3 separate regions of the Zea mays genome follow, and regions 2 and 3 are each linked to region 1. The links are chromatin contacts, called in public Hi-C maps. All regions are on one chromosome and are shown on one strand. Each heading gives the region's core, a stretch centred on a gene start, on an enhancer-like site or on the middle of the called end of the contact. The rest is flanking DNA. Distances are from core to core; before and after follow the strand shown.

Region 1 (4,274 bases), core at 1,757-4,256:
CAATCCGACGGTTCAAATCAGATCTAACGGTTATAATTATAATATGAAAGGGTACGAGACGATAGCCACCGGATTGGAGATCTACGGTCCATATTCAACATAACCGTACTCTATTCCTGTTTGTCCGATCACACATCTACGGTCCAAAACCCATCACACGAAGGGGGAATACGGTTGTCTAATCGTGACCGTCCCCTGACCGATCAACGGCACCCCAGGTTCTTCCCCACTAGGCCACCCTGTACGCGGCGGCGCCGGTGGCAAGTGCGCCCGACGCCCACACCTCGATTTCGAAGAGCTATACGCAGGGGAGGACGCGACAGATAACATGGGAGGGTTTCTCACCTGCAAGAGGTTGCAGAGGAGCCTGCCCTCGCGCGAGTGGAACTCACGGTGGAGTTCAAGATCCGGCGAGCAATTGGTGCGACTCCCGCCACCGGACTCGCCCCGCGATATCACGAATACTCACAGCACGATCCGGCGAAACCGATAGACCACACCACTGGCTAGCAGCAGTACTGTAGGTGAGATGAGCGTGCAGCGGCTTTCTTCTTTCTCTCTCTCCTCTCGAACTGCGACAGCGCCCGGTACAACATTTATAGGAGCGTCAAGTCTGCGGAAAGCAAGCCACCAACCCCACCCAGATGGCGTGGTCATCGCGTCGAGCCACGAACGGCACACATTCCGCGGGAATCTGTTGTAACAGAACCTAGCGTCGCGCGCGCGCGAGGAAGACGGGTCTGCGCGCACGGTCCCACCTGGCATAGATACATCCCCCATCCAAGGCAAGCGCATAAACCGGTTAGGCGCTGGCCCACCTGTAACTGAAGCGAGAAGGAGCAACGGAGGGGAGGGCACGCGCGCGGGTTTCGTGTGTCGGGCCGATTTAGGTCGTCGCGGCCCATTTAGGTTAGAACCTCTTTTCTTTTTCTTTTATTTTGCTTTTTCCTTTTTATCTAAAATTTGAATTCAAATCTTGTAGCGAATTTGTACTCAAAATAAATATTCAATTTGAACATACCAGTGTGGGATGAATTTATATATCTATAAATTTTATTTTGTATTTTAGTATTTCTCTCTTAAATTCCAAATTCAAATTTAGGTTTTAATCCAAATCTTCATCTCTTTATTACATTCCTATATTATTCCTTTTTGACATTACAAAATTCCAATTCCAATCTAAAATATAGTTTAAGAATTCAAATTTAATACCCACTAAAAATCAATCATGATGCAGTGGATATCTATTTATTCTAATTAATTTATTTGTTGGATAAATGTTTGAAATATGAAACACACTCATATTGTTCCTTTCTTTTTAGGAGAATAGTATTTTGATTGTGGGACAAAAGGTAAAAGTTACTTCAAAATTAAATATTCATGTAAATAAATGCTTATGGTGCATCATTTAATGATATGCATAATCATTTAGTTGAATAGAAAACTTTTCTATTACCTCTTTTCTAAAATAATTCTTGGTTTTGAAAATTTAGTCCCCAATTTTTAACACTCAAGTATAATTTGAGATATCTGAATTTACTATTTTATTTCTTCATGTATTTATTTTATTATTATTATTTTTATATATATATACAAATTTTGGGCTTTGCTTCTCAAGACGAAGACTTTGTGTACGGACAACGTTGCAGAATGCCAAAGGACAATAGCTTCGGCTCGGATCAAGCAAAGAAATAAAAGACTAAATAGACCTTATTAGCTTTAGTTGCTTGTAAATAAGCGTTTAAGGGTACATATGTAATTTTGCTCGGGCTGCGTCCCGTGCTTATAAATAGATGAATAGTAACCCCCGTACTGTTCATGCTGGATTGTATTCACTTTCTTGCATCCACACTTTCGAGCAAGCGGAAGGTATCAATGTAACATTAACATTGTTTACATTCATTTCTGTTTTTATAAAATATAATAATAAACCAATTAATGAGATGCAGTTATCATATTTATCCTTTTGCATTTCTACTCACATATTAAATGATGAAGGTATGTCCTTCTTAACCTTCGTCTGGCAAAGCTTTATACCCACGAGGAGATAATGCTTCGGTTAGACGAAGGTCTGTAATGACTAATGATTATGTTGCCTTGTTCTTGATATATAGCATTTGAGAACAAATGACTAACAGATACACACAAAGACTCTCAGGCAATACAACTCACAGTGGATGTAGGGTATTACGCTCCGATGGCCCGAACCACTCTAACCTTTGTATTCTCGTGTTCTTCCAGCTAATTAGGCAATCCCTAGGCCTCCTCCTTATCTTAGGATCAGCACGCGTGCACTCCACCACTCGTTCGGAGGATTTTCTCTCTAACACCACTATAAATAGAAAAACAATGTCATGTATTAGGTGTGGTGCTAAACAGAGTGCACTGAGATTCATCTGCCTTCGAAGGTGTTTTTATTTACCTTCGTGTTCTCATTTGTAAGGCCGAAGGTAACCTTGTAATTATCTATAAGGAAAGAAGACGAAATTGAGTTGGTGTTTTATTTACCTTCGTGTTCTCGTTTGTAAGGCTGAAGGTAATATTGTAATTATCAATAAGGAAAGAAGACAAAATTAAGTTAATCGCCTAAGATGACTTGCTATGTTCTTTTTTGTCATAATTTGTTGTAAGGCCAAAGATAACTTCCATTCATCGAATATTTATCGGTCGCTAATTTATTTTTAACTAAACCACGGTGAATAAAAAACGGAGTAAGTACTGTCTCATTCTCAATAGAGTGTCATCAAACCTAACGCCTTTTACAGCAGCGTAAAAGTAAGGCAAGCTGACAAGCCCATGGGCCGATTGCTGTCACCGGCCGCGCCACGCGTGTCCGATGGGTTCGGCGTCTGGCGAACCACGCGCGCTCAACACGACACACGACACCACGAATCCACGATACGTGCGGCGCGCCGACGCGAAACCTCTCCGACTCTTGGTCTCCTCCCTTGCTCCGGATTGCTCTGGGAGACTGGGACCCATCCATCCAGAGTTGCGGGCTTGCGGCGCAGGAACCGAAACGAAAGCGCTAGACGTCCGCCGTCCCATTCGCTTTCCCCCAAGGCCTTTCTATCTGCAGCCGGTGCGGCGGCTGTGCTGTCTGCCTTTCTCCCGTCTCCGCCAACCGCTCCGCTAGCCACCACGCCCGCCGCTTTCCTGCCGTGGCCTCCGTCGGGGTTCCTCAACGGGTAACCCTTCTGCCTTCAACGCCTCCACCACCCATCGCTCGCATGCGCGTCGATCCCAAGTGCGAACCCCCTCCACTCTAGTCCTCTACTCCCTCCATCTACTTTCTCCTGCGATCAATGATCATCATCCCGTCGCCACGTCTTCTGTTGGCTCGCTTTACAGACGCCACTTGCGTCGCGATATTTATTTATTTTTCTTTGTCACCTCGATTGTTAGGGTTTACGGTCTGCAGGTCGGTATGCCCCAGCGCTCAATCGCCAATTTATCTGCAAGTCTCAGCACTTGTGGATAATTTGGATCCATGTGGTTTGGTTTCGTTCTACCGCCGTGCTCTGCGCTACACCGTTACCTTCGCCTTTTGCTTCGCGCATTGCAGATTTGGTGCCGCGTTGTAGATAGTTTATGTTTGGTCGAACCAGTTTCTTCCATGCAGAAAATAAAAAATATTGTTTGGACCACAATTGTTTGTTCCTTCGATGTTTCGTTGAAATAAAGCGGGGAAAGTTTTTATCTAAAAAATTGTTTGTTCTTTTGTCCGTTTACTGTTCCTAATCATCACTTCCGTACTTTTCTGTACTTGCTGTGGTCTCCACCCTTTTTGATTAGCCTTTCTTGTAATGGTTATTTCTTCCTTTGGTTGAACACTTGACTTATTTTTGTTTTATTCTGACTCGCTTCCTTCTAACGTTATTAAAATTAATTTTGACATCCTGCCATCACTGTTTGAAATACTGTATAGCCAGTATGTAGCTAATTAAATGTAGGGATGATATCAGGTGTATATAGAAGGCTAGCGCACATCTGCACCTATAGAATTCTGCCCTTCAAAATTAGATCTCACGATGGACTATATCTGGAGTTTTTCTATAATAAAACGAAAAGGCTAAGAGTGGGAAGAGTTTTTCTAAAACAATTGTGCACTGTTAGATCTGATTTTAAAGCCAGGATTTTAGGCCAGCCCTCATATGCAGCTGATAGGATCCCTTAAATGTCGGTGACAGTCGGTTCTCACTCATTTCACCTGTGGCTGTGCAAGGTCCGTTGGAATGAGGCACGAGGGGCCCGGGCTGTCAATTAGGCATGAT
Region 2 (4,409 bases), core at 253-2,752, 170 kb before region 1:
ATTTAAACTTCATTCACTAATTTACTGTATGTCACATTATTAACATCTCAAACCTACCCAACGCGACTACTCCAAAATCGTGAAAATAATCACATCGCATTCATCGAACTAATTCAATAATTAAGCTAATCGGAAATATGAATCGGCTTACCATACTAAATCAAACTTGCAACCACGAAATCGATGACGCCTTTCAGCTCAGCATTTCACCGAAAATAGGGTGAGTGCTGCATCGAATCGCGCTTCATCTTCATCCACATCGAGAATTATCCGGCCTCGTACTGATTTATTTCCTTCTGCGCCTAATCTTCTCGAATCTTTGGCGTAGACGAGGATGACGATCGATGACTTGTTCGAGCTTTTTGTCGAGCACTTGGTGAATATCACGCTGCTAGCTTCGTCTTCACCCAACTCTTGAGATTTCTTGATGACGCACGGAATGACGACGACCTTCGATTGAAGTCTTTGACCGAGCACTTGATAAGCGATGCACATGGATCTCACTTATTTTTGCCTAACGTCTGGGATTCAGGGTTCGACGAGGTCGAGCAGGGAAGAACGAGGTTCGACGGGCTCGACGACGATACATGAGGGTGACGTATATAGAGCTGCACACACGACGCGACGAGGAACCACCATAACCGGCGAGGTTGATGACGCGATAGGGATTAAGGCCAAGCGAGTCGAGAGGGCGCACTGGCGAGCAGGAAGCCACGCGAGTACTGAACAGGGAAAACAGCGGGCTCGATAGCGTCCATGGCCGGAGCGAGCATCAGAAACGAGCACGACGGGGTGGCTACCGGCGAACTCCATGGCCGGGAGGACGCGGCGTCTAGGAGCAGGAAACACGGGCGCGCAGGGACAAGCTCGGCTACAGCGGCGCTGGGCAGAGCCGAGCCAGGGACGCGCGGCCATGGAAGCAGGGCGCGCGCGAGCAGAGGGAGCTCGGCAGGGAGCGCGGCTGTGGTTGGGGCGAGTTCAGTGAGAAGAAGCCGAGCTCGAGGACTGGGCATCGGGGTTGGGCAGAGCGCAGAGAACTCCACGGCGAGGGAGCAGACGCGTAGAGAAGGACGCCGAGCAGGGAGCTACAGCGCGGCGTGCTGGGGAAGACGAGCTGGGGCGTGACCATGGCAAGGGAGCTCGGCTGGGCGAGCTGGAATAGGGCCTAGGGCGCGGCGAGCAGGAGGCCAAGCGCCCAGTGAGCCGGATGCGGCACCAGAGGAGCTCAGGACGCGCATAGAAGAAGGCTGGAGACCAGGAGCTGCTCGGCTGGGAGCTTCTGCCGGCGAGCAGGGAGGCTGCCGAGCAGGGAACTGCGCGCGACTATGGCGAGGGAGACCCACGAGCTGGAGAGAAGAAGGCCTGGCGCCTGACTGGGGAAGAAGCAGCTCCGCTGCTGGGGACCAGAGGCGGCCGAGCGCCAGGGAGAAGAAGCGGAAGGAGCAGAGGAGCACGCTGCTACAGGGAAGGAGAAGATGACCGGGGATAAGAAGCCTGTGCGCGTGTACCAGGGAAGAAGACGCACGGTGAAGGAGATAAGGAAGTAGGAACTAGGAACCAGGCTGGGCGTGCGTGGAAGATAAGGCTTCAGAGAAAGGCGGCGCGTACAGAAAAATCAGGGAAGGGGCGGCGTAGGATAGGATCCGATCCCTGGATATTTTTCTTTTTCTTTTTTTTATTCTATAATCCCTTCTCCAAAATATCTTTAGCACAATAATTATTTCGAGTTTGAATCTCATGACTATGATTTATTTTGATTAGAAGTTATACTGCAATATTTTTAAACAATTCGGGTTTGACTCAGCTTTTCTCTCGAATTTTAAATTCATCACACGTCAGACCGAATTATTCCGACACGAGTCGCAAAAACCTAATCTGAGTTCTAGGGTTATGATTTAAATCGAAACGAGAAGCAACGGACCAAATTAAACGGGTTTTGGCTTCGATAATTTATTCTGCGTTTGATTCAGTTGATTTCAGACGAATTCTGTTTGCTACTCGAACACTCGACTAGAGGATAATTCAATTAAAAATCCGTAGACGCGATGTCACGGATAACAAAAAGCGTAATTTATTTTACACTGAAACTTAGTCGTTGAGTTCTAATTAATTTGCCCGGGATAAAAAATCATCTGAGTGGGTCGGGCTTCTGAATTCGTATTCGCGCGAGCGATGTATTTTAAATATCACCCGACGCACCGATTTTCGGAACAACGATGTTTCGAACATCACGAAAATTTAGGAGGAGCCCGGATAGATAAAAATGATGTCGAACTCGCGACAGACGAAACAGATGCGATATTAAAATCGCGATAGGCGAAGATGATTAAAATTTAGCATCTGCTTTATCCATTGATATTACGTGCTTAATTCCATACTCGTTGTCGAGCGGAATATAAACATCAGGGGTGTTACAGCGACAGTCATTAGAAAGATCCAAATCCAACATAGTTCATCATGACAAACATAAAGGCCCAGAATAAGCAAACTACCCTGTCTAACTAAGACTAACTAAGAGTAAGACTAATGCTAAGACTATAGCTTCTATATATTTTTTTGCATTAACTACACGATCTGACGCTGACGATCTATGGTTCTAAATTTATCTTGGTCCTGCAGTCAGGGTTACCATAAGCATGGTGTCCACGCTGAGGTGAGCGGTACGGGTGCTGAGTCCCGATAGGAGTGGGGGAGCCATCCTCCAGGTGATGATGCTCCGCGCGCGATCTCAGCACGAGCCCTACTCAGCTCGTCTAATGCATGGTCTAGCTCCATGTTTAGCACGGTGGCTAGGTTGACTGTGCTGCTCAACCTAGGATTGTTGTCACCAACAGGTGAGACAACCACGCCTCCTGTGCTGCCGCTGCCAGATGGGCGGCGGGGTAATACCTCAGGTTGAGACCATCGGCTACCCCGCCGAGCACTGAGCAGTAGTGCGAAAGCGCATGCGTGCGACATCTAGCATGGCCGCCTCAGCTGAGTCCCGCTCAGAGATAGAATAGTGCTCTGAGCAGATCTCCGCACCTCGGAGACTGTTCTCCGGATGGCGCACCAAGTAGGTCGCCTCCCAACGATCCGGGTAAACCCCGCGATTGTGCTGGAAGACAACACAGCGATACTCGATAGACCAAGTGCGCCGGTCGAGCGCGTCATGGAAGTGACACCTGCGAGCAGCGTCGCGAGTGATGGGTTGAGCAACCCATCCTTCTGGCTCTAGGTCGGTTGAAAGGTCGGTGTTGTGGCTCGAGCTGTTGTCGCCACCTCCATCGTCTGGGTCTCCTCCAGCAGCTACTCTAGTGGCTGTGGCGCTCAGTGGTGGTGTAGGGGGCGCCTCCAGCGGGAGCACAGGGGAGCAGCTCCTCACAGACTCTATCTCCTCCTGAAGCGAGAAAGAAGAGCCCTGCTGCTCCAGCTCCTATCGCCGACGCTCCTGCTCCTCGTGCAAGCGGTGGTGCAGCCTCTCCAAATGGCTAGACTAACCAGCCACCGGACGGCGAAGCGGACGCTCCACGAGACGAGAAGGCAAGAAAGGAATGACTGACTTCCGTGCAGTGTGTCTAAGATGAGCCATCTACAAAAGACATCGTAAGCATAAGAGTGAGAACAGAGCTAATATGACGAGCAAGTAAACCATGAAAAATTAGGAATTAGAATGAAACAATTTTTTAGCAAGGTATAATATATAGTATGTGGCGGAACCGCCCGAATTATTCCAGCTTAAGTGCTCAAGTCACGCCCGCAAGGGTAGCAACACACTTAAACCGTAAAAACCCGTCAGTCCCTCAGATCTAGTCCGATAAAGCCACTTACCAGGATCGAATACCACTAGCTCACTCGAAGGTGAGGCACAAAGAAATACAATAAAGCATAATACCACAAATTTAAGAAGTACCAATACTGATTACATTATCAGAGTTTCAGAAATAATAACCATAAATTTTAATACAGCAGATATAACTAACGGAGAAAACCGAGTAACATGGCGAAGCCTGGCCACGCTACTCCTCCTGGTCCTCTCCTGCGGAAGCAGTAACCCACTCGACCATCTATCCCGATGGCAGGGATGAAGGCCAAGTCACACTATCAACCAAATCAAGGAGGTACCTGCAAAAATTATACCACAAGCAAGGCTGAGTATACTAATACTCAGCTAGACTTACCCGGTGTGAGGAGTCTACTCCTCTACCTCTAGACATGCAGCTATTTGGCTGAGGGGTTTGGTTTGCCAAAAGCACTAGCTGAGTCTAAAATCAAGTTTTAGCTTTTCAAGTTTTAGTAGAATCCTTTAGATTAGATGTGTACCTAGCTAATTATACATGGTATCAAACATTATATCAACCAACATCTTTTGCCAGTCACCTCATTTCCACTTATTACTCAATGTAGCAGCATGGATCAAGTAGTCTCAT
Region 3 (4,771 bases), core at 736-3,235, 190 kb before region 1:
AGGAGAACATAATAAAGCATGCAAAACGAAATAGAGCGCGTTACTACGGTCACGCGAGGAAAAAGAAATGCGATAGTCGGAGCTACGGTTGGGAAGTTGGCGCGTTAACGTTGAACAAGTATTAGCTATAACTTTTAGTTCAACTTTATCAAATATAAATATTATGCATCAGCCAATTCAATTAATCTGCTACACTAACGGCTATCAGTTAAATAAATAATTTAATTAAAAGAGAGATTCTAAGCGAGATGAAATTATGACACGTGAAACAGCACGACAGCGTGCAAACGACGCGCGGACACGCGCGACATAGCACGCTGACGATACACGAAACAGCGCGCGCGACGAGCGCGAACGTCGCGCCAACCAGCACGCCACCAAGTGCGGAACAACACGCGTGACAGACGAGGAAAACTAAATAGGTGATATGTTTATACTAAACAAGTATTAAATAAATATAAAGTAGTTAAGTTAATATTAGCCATGTTAATGTTTATTATAAAAGCGCAAGTTGAACACTACACATCTAATCTAATTGGAATATTAATCTAACAAATATTAGTCGAGCGAACCTTAAGTTAATTATCCAAAATATGTCACATAACGACTTAACGTTATTAACATGAGTGTTTATAAGTGAAAAGAGTTTATTATCACGAGTTGACGCCGCGCGACCCACGTGATCGACACGCGAGATACCCGACTACCACGTGCGCAACACGCAGAACATCGCACAGACAGTGCGACGACGCGTGCGAACAACGCGTAGACGGCGCATGAAACAGTGTGCGCGACCGGCGCGAACGACGCGCGAACCCGCACGAAAGTGTGCGAACGACGCACGATCACGCGCAACACGTGCGAACGACACGCGGATCAGCACGTAACCACGTGCAAAACCGCGCGCGCGGTACGCGAGATAAACTAAATAAACATCACATTTATATTAAACGAACATTAGGGCAAAACATTTGAGTTATATATTAATCACGTCGACGTGCATTTATAAGGCGCAAGTTAATAACTATAAATTAGTTTAATTGAAAAGTCTAATTAATTAACGTTAGTTAAACAAAAAACATAATTAGTTATTTAAAACGTGACATGGCGAAACGAGGTTACTAACGCGTAGACGATGTTCACCCCGCGACGACGGCGCTTCTACGGTTATGCGAGGAAAAGAACCGCGATAGTTGAAGCTACGGTCGAGCGGTTAGCGTGTTTACACTAAGCAAGCATTAATTATAATATTTAATCCGACATTTCTCAAATATAAATAATATCTACTACTTAGCTTTGACTAACTTACTATTTTAATAATGGATGATTAAATAAATAGTTAATTAATTGACATGAGTGATTATAATCAAACAGTTTAATATCACGCACATACAGCGCGCGACATGCGCAATCGACGCGCGACACGCGAAACAGCACGTGCGACATACGCGAACGACGCGCGAATAGCGCGACGCCGCGCACAACACGCGTGAACAACGTGTGTGGCACACGCAGAGGAGCACACAGACAGCGCACGTGACAACGCGTGACCATGTGCGACTGACATGTGATGACGTGCGCGAACAGAACGATGACGCGCAAACCGCGCGAACAACAAACAAATAATTAATTAGAAGCATTTAAGCTAGTATTAATCAAACTAATTAACATTTATATTTATAAAAAGCACAAGTTAAAACTATAGACTCGTTCTAATCAAATTGTTATTTTAATAACCCTCGAACAAACCAACAATTAATTATTCAACTAAGACATGTGGGTAAGGACGTTACAAATCTAACTCAATCGGAACAAAACAATACATATTTATAACGCAAGAATACATGTAATTAGCTAGAATGGGGCAGTTCTAGGCTCTCGGGCGGGTTTTTCTGTCATAGACGCGGAGTGCTCGGACGGTTGGAGCAGAAGCCAATAGCCCAGCGGCATGCGGCGGCTGCGCTAGGGGTGCCTGCAGCAGATTTGGTTGTGCATGCATCCATGCGGTGGGGCCCATGATGGTTTCTCTCCAACGCATAGGCGCACAGCAAGGGAAATCGTGTGAGGAAAAAAATATTTGGCATGCAGATGGGGCCCGCACCAGTTTCCACTTTTCTCTATTGCACGTCGCAAAAAGTGGATCACACACGCATCGTTGAGAGTCATGAACGGTTGTTTCCTTGCAAAAACTGGATCACACGACAACAGAATAACTGAGATCACACCGGGGGTTGGGGACGGCATCCCGCCGTCGGTGAGGCAGCAGCAGGGCCCGCTGCCAGCCTGTTGCCAGAGATGGCTCGACTACGACGCGCGGCGGGTTGGGCACAACGGCGCAGAGGGAGCACGAAGCCAGCGTGGTCTTGCCGGAGGTAGAGAGGCAACGCACAGCAAAACAGGGAGGGCCGACGGGGCTTACCTGGAAATGGTGTCGTCGCCGGCGTGCTGCGCAGTGCTTCGGCGAGGTGCGGCTTTGGCGAAGCTCCAGCGAGGCGCGATGGCGAGGATAGGTGTAACACCCTGAATTTGGGGGTATAAATTTTTTTCTCTAATATCCACCAAAGTCAGGTGTTACACTCTTATTTCTTTGCTTCCCTTCTATTTTTTCCTAAAAGTGGAGAATTATTTTATTTTATATCTAGTTGTAAGCTTAGTAAAATAAAACCTCAGAGGTGCTTGAGTGTTGCATTCATGCCGATGCATAGTGTTTATAAGTGCAAAATGTTATCGAAACATGTTAAAATATCTCGAGGATGTTCCCGAGAGTTTTTGGAATCTTCAGAACTTTCTTCGGGTATTAAATACGAATTTCAGCCTTTCTAATATTTAAATACCTACATTTAGTATTTCAAAAACTCAATAATACATATTTATAAATATAGATATATATTTTCCTCTCGTCAAGGCTGTTCTGGATCTCGTGCCTTTTGACGGGATCGCCATACCACCTCTCCTCGCGAACGGTGTGCTGCTCGCGTATATCCTTGGCTACCCTCGTCTACCCCGACGTCTACCTCTGGTATCCCTACCTCGTCTTGCTCCACCGCACAATAGCCCCTCCCACTCGATCAATCATCTCTAGATATCTCAGATAACCTCTTCTCCACGATCCGTGATCGAGCCACCTCTATGCAAAGCCTCAGCACCCCATATATTTCCTCATTTCTAGATCCTACTCAACCGGCGTCCAATAACCTCTCGCTTCCATGTACGCCGTCGCCCAGCACCTCTCTTTCTCCCACAACTGTTGTTCCCTTAGAAGGAAGAAGAAATCATCAGCTCCTCCCCTCTCCTCTCCTCCCGTAACTGTTCCTCCACTCGCGCGGTGCACGTCGTGGAGAGACTAGCAACTGCCCGGCCCGATGCCTTATTCAAAACCCTCCAGAACGCCCGCTCGACCTCCACTCCTCTCCAAGCTGTGCTCTGCTTACCCTCGACGCTCCTGGTCGCATGACTCGCATCGCTCTGCGCTCGGAAAACCGCCCGCATGTTGGAGCTCCATTGCACCGCCAAGCCAACTCTGCGTCGCGCTTGGAACACCGTCAGTCTCGCCACACGTCACTTCCTCCGGCCACGCTCGTCTCCGGCGGCTGCGTCCCAGCACTGGCCCGCTCGTCGAAGTCCAGCCGTGTGTGGGCTGGTGAGCCCCGCCGGGTCCCGTGCTCCATCTGCCGCGCCGCTCGGTGCACCCAGCCGGCACGTCACCTCCGGCGAGCCCCTGCACTGCCACGGCCGTCCCATCCGTGCGTTGAAGAGTCGACGTTCACGTTCTCCACTGCCCGAGGGAGCCCAGATGAAGCTTCGTCCGTAGGTGAGCATTCAAGTGCATTTTATCTTCCCCACTGCACCCTGCTCCATCCGCCGCACATCCTTGGCCGCTGGCATTGGCCTGCCCCACGCTCTTCCCTAGCCCGAGGTCGTCCATGTCGCGTTGTTGCATGCCAACCACTAGACCTGCTCCTCCCCTGCGCGCGACCTCCAGCGGAGCTCTCGGCGCGTAACCATGGCGGGGGTGGCCGAGCTCCCCTGCGCATGGTCAGCGCCTAGCTCAGCCCTCCCCTGTGTGCCCAGTGGTCGTGCGCCGCGGCAGCCTAACCAGCCCCGCTTCCCCGCTGCCTCCTGTGCATGTAGCCATGCACGCCCAAGGCAAGGAGAAAAAAGAAACCGCTTGGGGTCCCACCACTTGCATGTGCCCACACATGCCGCAAAACACAGTGGACTAGGAAACCGTCCTCGCCACGTTTCAGCGACTGGTTGGCCACAAGATGGCGATCTTCTATGGCTGAGCCCTATATGATCGTCCATGGGGCTAAGTTTTAGCCAATCAGTTTGCGCCACTTCATAATAATCCACGATTTAGTAATCATTTTATATATTTTGTGTTAATTTCTCGTTTTGATCCGTTCTAGTTGCGTTAGTTTGATAATAATGTCTTGTACATATTTAAGGTTATTAATTTGTTGTAGCACATGCTTTCGTTAATTAATTAGTCATTTGTTTTCCCGGCGGTTATTAAAATAGCAATCTAATTAAAACTAATTAATAGTTTCAATTTGCACTTTTATAAATACATGTTAACATGATTAATACCATACTTAAATGTTTTGAATTAATACTTGTTTATTATAGTCATGATATCTGTTAGTGGTTCTCGTGTGTCACGCGTCATTCGCGTGTGTCGCATAAGTCGTTTTCGCGTGTCGCATGCCTTGCCGCGTCGTCGTTCGTTCACGTGTGCCATTTCGTGTGGCGCTCGTGGTTGTCGTGTCGC

The links. Hi-C and Micro-C count contacts between places; a contact is called where the count stands out from the background.
Region 2: a Hi-C map of endosperm shows a contact between it and region 1, with 2.6 times the contacts expected there. The contact joins the promoter of LOC100274546 here to the promoter of LOC100216949 in region 1. A contact is called at or near these places in 3 of 25 Hi-C or Micro-C datasets (ear, endosperm and tassel).
Region 3: a Hi-C map of ear shows a contact between it and region 1, with 2.7 times the contacts expected there. The contact joins the enhancer-like site here to the promoter of LOC100216949 in region 1. A contact is called at or near these places in 2 of 25 Hi-C or Micro-C datasets (bundle sheath and ear).

Annotation. Positions count from the first base shown.
Region 1 is chr7:47,330,144-47,334,417 of Zm-B73-REFERENCE-NAM-5.0, forward strand. LOC100216949 reads left to right here and starts at 3,007. Exons shown (of 4, transcript NM_001359527.1): 1 at 3,007-3,247; 2 at 4,226-4,274. The coding sequence starts at 3,231.
Region 2 is chr7:47,165,207-47,169,615 of Zm-B73-REFERENCE-NAM-5.0, forward strand. It overlaps LOC100274546, which reads right to left and starts at 1,503. Exons shown (of 1, transcript NM_001148902.1): 1 at 1-1,503. The coding sequence starts at 915. The coding sequence ends at 529.
Region 3 is chr7:47,143,571-47,148,341 of Zm-B73-REFERENCE-NAM-5.0, forward strand. No RefSeq gene overlaps it. Among protein-coding and RNA genes, the nearest start is that of LOC100274546, 21 kb to the right of the region's middle. Within about 2 kb of position 1,986, at least 17 of the 20 cell types and tissues checked have an H3K27ac peak or open chromatin away from gene starts, as enhancers often do. A contact at or near this core is called in bundle sheath and ear, where this site is marked.